2 separate regions of the Drosophila melanogaster genome follow, and region 2 is linked to region 1. The links are chromatin contacts, called in public HiChIP or PLAC-seq maps. All regions are on one chromosome and are shown on one strand. The core of a region is the stretch at or near the end of the contact, and the rest is flanking DNA. Distances in the headings are between cores, read along the strand shown.

The links. HiChIP or PLAC-seq counts read pairs in DNA pulled down with a chosen protein or histone mark.
Region 2: an H3K27ac HiChIP or PLAC-seq map of the Kc167 cell line shows a contact between it and region 1, with 7 times the contacts expected there. The contact joins the promoter of Neb-cGP here to the promoter of flw in region 1. A contact is called at or near these places in 48 of 107 Hi-C or Micro-C datasets (the D17-c3 cell line, the Kc167 cell line, the ML-DmBG3-c2 cell line and 16 more) and 4 of 6 datasets of contacts at active chromatin or transcription factors (the Kc167 cell line and the S2 cell line).

The regions. Positions count from the first base shown.
Region 1 is chrX:10,384,315-10,387,334 of dm6, forward strand. flw (flapwing) reads left to right here and starts at 1,646. Exons shown (of 5, transcript NM_001272478.1): 1 at 1,646-2,249. The coding sequence starts at 2,198. It overlaps Psf3 (Partner of Sld Five 3), which reads right to left and starts at 1,547. Exons shown (of 3, transcript NM_001298154.1): 1 at 637-1,547; 2 at 174-568; 3 at 1-112. The coding sequence starts at 739.
Region 2 is chrX:10,459,330-10,462,304 of dm6, forward strand. It overlaps Neb-cGP (Neb-cGP,), which reads left to right and starts at 1,407. Exons shown (of 3, transcript NM_001272479.1): 1 at 1,407-1,519; 2 at 1,591-1,667; 3 at 1,753-2,549. The coding sequence starts at 1,593. The coding sequence ends at 1,824. Or9a (Odorant receptor 9a) reads right to left here and starts at 347. Exons shown (of 4, transcript NM_078552.3): 1 at 11-347. The coding sequence starts at 347. It overlaps nocte (no circadian temperature entrainment), which reads right to left. Exons shown (of 6, transcript NM_001272480.1): 6 at 2,536-2,975.

The DNA.
Region 1 (3,020 bases), core at 396-2,895:
GAGCATCGCCCTCGTCATCGCTGCGATCCGCACGTCGCCGCTTCTTTTGGTGCTCCTCGACCAGCTCCGAGGTGCGAATCTTGTTGCCCGTCATCTGCAGCCATTCGATGTACTGAAATTATGTGATTAATATAACACTCCGTGCCCACTTGACTGGTAGTACAGCCACCCACCTGACTGTTGGTGCGCACTCCAGCCTCGTGCAGCTTGGCCTCGATGTTATCCAGTCGATGCTCCGCCTTGGCTGCCTGTCCGTCGCTCTTCGAGATGTCCAGGAGATGACGTACCCTCTGGCGCAGCGTTTCGAAGATGATGCGGCCGATGACATGGTTGCGATCGTAGGGCGTCAGATAGCGACCGAACTCGTAGAAGTACGGGTGCAGGCGTCCCAGCTCGATGTGCGTGGTCTCCGCCTCGCAGACGGCCTTATGCACATTGCGATAGATATCTGGCACGGCGACGGTGAAGTAGGCATTGTTTACCTTCAGCTCCTTGATGTACCACAACGGCAGATTGACCGTCCTGCCGGGCTCCAGGTCATCCGATTCCGCGCCGGAGTCCAGGAATCCTGCAAGCAACTCAATATTGTCGGATTACTGGCCAGAATGTGCGTGTCCGTCCAAGCCAATCACTTACCCATCCGCTGCAGCTTGGTGTTCACCCGACATTCCACCTTCTCCTGGGTCACGAATATGTCCTCGATGGAGTAATAGTTCGGAAAATAGTTCATTCCGTTCATTGCGCGGCCCAGCTTTATGATTCGTTTGGTGTTTACTTTAGGTAAATTCAATTTCTTAAGTGCGCGACCTATCGCCTATCGATATTAGATGCATTTTGCCGGGGTCTATCGAGGCAGAAACAGCTGTTTGCCTGGATGCCGAGGCACTCGATAGGTTTTATGTACTATATATATCGAAGCATTTATATGTATTATATGTAAATAGTTTTTCCGGAAAATTACTCTTATTTCAGCGCGAATTTTAAATTGCAGCCTGCACTTGACATTTTTTTATACATAAAATTACTAGTCAGGGTATAATTACTCAAAGTTGTAAATGATGTGGAACATGTGAACTCAGCTTAGTAATAGTAATTCGATACGATTGCAATTAGATGGTTACTTCTTCCGCAAGTTCTTAGGCTTATCTGCATCTTTCAAAAACAAATAAAAATAAAGGTTTCGTTCCCGGCAATGACTATTTTGACTTCAATTTCGAACAATTGATCTTAATCTAGCCGTATGATCATCAAGTCGTCGATAAAGTCGCCCATATTAAAAATCATCAATCCACTTGAGATCAAAAATAGCAAAGCCGCGTGCTTCGAGTTTTTCTTGTTGGCGACGAGGAACGGACAGATGGTCGAAAGAGCCATTTCGATTTAGCTATGTGTGTGCAAGGATTAGAGAAATGTGTGTGTAGTTAATATCAGTTAATAACGAAATCATAGGGAGCACACAACTTGTTCGGTCGAGATTTGAGTTCACAGTAAGAAGTTTGAAGGCACGAGCGTTGAAGTGCGAAAAAGGACTTTGACAGTTAACTCCCGCGTTGCTGAGCACTGGCTGGCTTCGTTGCCCATCGGACTATCGATAAAGTCGAACTGTAAAGCCGCCGCCACCAAAAACTTTTTCAGCCTTCCGGCAAACGGTCATACTCAGCTAGCTGTCCGACGAGTTTTGTTATTGGCGGAGAAAAGATTACGCTGGTTTATAAATTCTCAGTTAAGCCGATTTCTCAGCTCCTCTCCCCCTGCAGAGATCTAACACATCTATATAGATATATATATTTTATATATTCCTTGATCGATTTGCGATCCCGAAAGTCGATCAGCCGTGCGTCTATATATTTTTTTTTCTGTTCTTGCCCCTCGTGCAACATCAGTGAACATCAGCGGCCCACCGTACAAAATCTCAATAAGAAAAAAAGAGAGCATAAAGTGAAATTGCCTTTTGCGGCAAGTAAGAAAACGACCAAAAAAGAGAAAAGAATATAACGACTATTTGAATTAAACAAAGTTTATTGTTTACAATAGCATACAATACAAGTTTATAAGCTAACGGGCGTCGCTGTGCGTGTGTGTGTGCTTGTGTGTGCGTGCGTGTAGTTGTTGCGCCAAAAATTCCAATCGGAATTCTGGAACAGCTGGCCACAACAACAAAACGCGGCCAATAGAAGAACAATTTAGCTGCTGAAAAATGGGCGACTTCGATCTGAATGTGGACAGCTTGATACAGCGGCTGCTGGAGAGTAAGTAGATGCGAAATTTCCCCCTCTTTCAATCCTACTTTCCCAAAACCTCCCCCCCAAACCCTCTACGCCCCTCCCACGCCACTGTCCCCATTTTAATTTATTACACAGTTTATCTGCGTGTGTGTGTGTGTGCGATTGCATTTTCTAATTATTGCACATTGTTCGCTTAAATGGTAGTAGGTTTTCTTTTTGTTGTTGCGACAGCCCCTCTCTCTACCGCCGCCGCCGCCACCGCTGCTGCCGCTGCAACCGTTTGAATTTGACTCTTGAATCAATTAGTTTTAATTGATTTTCATTGCTCCTCTTGAAAAACAGCAAAAACCATAAAAACAACAACAACAACAGCGACAGCATCTACGCTACGCTCATTAGCGTTTACATAATACTAACAGTGATCGCGCTGTTAAGCACGCCATCTCTGTCCTGCGCTAATGTCTCCCAAATGATTTTTGGTTTATTAGCTGTGTTTTTTCTTGTTTCGCCTATATTGGCAATGACGTCATCGAGCTGATAAACACGGGCGTGATTCAAACAGAATGTGTAGCTATGAAATCGCCGACGAAGGAATGGAACGGAATCACATGAGTTACTCGATAAGGAGCTTTGTCGCAAGTAACCCCACTGCCCGTTGGAGTGGGATCGCTGTTCGTGTCACGCAACTATCGCTAAAGACGGTTGAGAAATCTACGACCGATATATCCTATATTTCCTAGCCCCCAAGAAGATATTTTTATCCAGCGATCAATATCAATATAATTTTTACTGGGT
Region 2 (2,975 bases), core at 157-2,656, 75 kb after region 1:
AGAAACTTACCTTTAGCCAGAATGGCCCTGATGTGGTAGATCAGGCCGACGAACTCCTTGCGATGATAGCAGAAGAGCAGGAATTTGACCAGGGTGAGCATGCTGGCGAAGGTGGAGCCCAGGGTGTCGGAGAGCAGGCTCACCTGGGTGATGTACTCGTGGGCGGCCAGGAACATGGGCACCATAAACAGGAAAAGTGGTCCCATTGTGACAAAGGTCAGCCACGGGCGGTCATTCGCCATCGTGGGGCTCCACAAATCGATGCCCATGCAGCGATAAACGAGAATTTGCACCCGCAAGGATTGATCCTTTTCCTCCTGCTTTTTTCCCTTCACCTTGTCGCTCATCTTTAACTGGCGGACTGTACAGTCGTTGGGTTCTTATACTTTCCACAGAGGGGGCGTGGAAGTTAATGTCATGTCAAAAATGCAGTCAAGCTCAGAACATAAAGAATAATAATTGTTTAATTCCTTACTTATCTTTGGATACTCTGGCAATCTTTTTTTAGAATTTTTTTAGAATATTTCAATGTAATGGGCGTTTTTTTGATTAGGTACAAGCAAAGTAGAACTTTTTATTATTTAAAATATTGTCTTAATACCAACAAGTTCAACTTGTCATAGAATCGAGTTTAGTATGGTCGGACTGTATATATATATATATTTTTTTTTTTTGATTTTTCACTAATTGTTGAGTCGGAGGATTTGGCACTACTTTCATTTAATATGCTTCCTTTGTGCATTGGTTTGCGGGTTAAATGGGTGTGGACCTGGGTGGACTTGAAGTGCATTTATGGCTCTAATTACACGATTTTTTCTGCCTTTCGCCGCATTCTATTTAATGCCGGCCCTTTCACTCGCTTGTCCTGACAATCAAATGGCAGCCTTTAGTTCCCAGGAAGTGCATTATAATTTTAATGAGTCTGTGCAGATTTGAGCGACACGAGCAATAGTTGTGGCGCGTCTATTTTTGGCTCCTTAATTAGATTCGCAATTCGTAATGCTGTCGTTGACTTTTGATAAGGACTCGACAATTTGCCGTCCGATGGCTTGTGGACCAAAGTAAAGTTTGTTTTGCCGTCCAGGATTAAGTCTATTTAGTTTATAATATTAAAGTATATTTTTGGTATTATATGTTATGTGAATATATTGTTACAAGTTATGATATGGAAATAAATATAAATTTTAGTTACTGTATGATTTAGGAAATATATATATATTGTTTATTTAATATTTATTAATATTATTCAATATTTCAAATTGTCCCGCCAAATTGTGTTCATTAGTGTTGACTAACACACCGACAATGATGGTCAGCTGAAATTTATTTGCAGCCAGTTGGCAGGTCAGGCACTTTCAACACTGTTCGCCCAGCTCGATAGTATCGATGAGCAACGACTGGCATACCCTTCTGTTATCGAAGACCGATAGACCTCGATAGACTCAGTTGTATAACCTCTGCTCGCAAATATTTTTTACAGGCAACTAGCAGCTCGAATTCCGTGCAAATAAACCTTTAAGTGAGTAGCCCAAGTTACCGCTTCAGCCATTCACTAAGTTCCACTTGAAACGCATCACCTTCAATTCACAGAAATGGCTGGCGAAGGCGAGAAACTGACCGGCCTGTCGAAAATCTTCAATGGCACCACCATGAGCGGCCGTGCAAATGTGAGTAGATGAAATTCCAGAACGTCGTGCCCGTGGTAATGCTAATCCGATTGTTATGCCATCCATTTATCCCGTCCTTGTCCAGGTGGCCAAGGCCACGTACGCCGTGATGGGCCTGCTGATCGCCTACCAGGTGCTGAAGCCCAAGAAGAAGTAGAGGGATGCAACTGCTCCAACGCGGCTACAACTCATCCGCCACAATCGATGTCTTGGATCCGGGGCCATCGCTGGACTGCGGATCAGTTTATTTTATGTGTAGTGCAAGACCTTGAAGGAATAAATAAGCTGAGAATGTAACACACTGTACCCACGAAGTGCATTATGTAACGATCCTGCGACTGCCACATGATTTGTGGGCATCACTGCGGTGGATACCCTAACCACACCGATCTATGGGCTGCAAGGTACTCACGGCAATGCATACGCAACCGGGCTAAAAGTAATAATAAGTGGTTCTAGAAGAGAGAGAGATTAGCTTGCGTCCAGTGCGGATATCACTTGTTAATTGAGGTTCAGCCTAGCAGTAAGATGATGTTCCATAATAACCTTCAGTTCATTCAGAACGTATGTTCCACTTCTCACAATATTACCAGATATCTAATTCCATGTATGCTGTCTACTTCTGTGCAGTTCTTATGCCCCGAAAATGGAAGCTCTAGTTTTTTGAATCCATAACAAAGTTGAACGTAATGATCCAATGATTGCGGCGCAAGCTACAGCAAAAGAAGAAATTGAAAATCGAAAGACATCTATGAACACCTTCCATGAAACCACCTGTTCCATCTATCCCAAACTAAAATCGACGAATGGAGTAAGCAGTGGTTTTCATTAGTCTAGCAACACATCTACCAAACTTCGGGTTCCATTTCCTTTTTGGTTTTCTGTTTTTAATATTTTATTTAAAGTTTTTATTTCATTTCAAACTTGCTTTAAATTTCCTCATTTTCGTGGGTAGGGACTTTTTTGAGGGGGGCGGGGCGGTGGGCGTAGCGTTTGCTGGCCCGGTTTATCGAAAATTCAGTATTACTAAAAATTAATTTGAATGAATTGAATGTAAAAATGGTTTACATATATTTGTATGCATTTATATGCCAAGTACTCTTCACTTCTCTTCTCCTATTCTCTCCACCATCGTCTACACTTCCTCTTCGTTCCGTTTCCGGCCTAAACGTCGTCGCTATCGTTATCGTAATCGTTATCATGCTTATGCTGTTTGCTATCCTTGTTTTGGTGGACACGAAAAACCAGATGATGCATTTAAAATATAGGTATAAATTAATGTTTATATCATTTATCAATATGCTATAT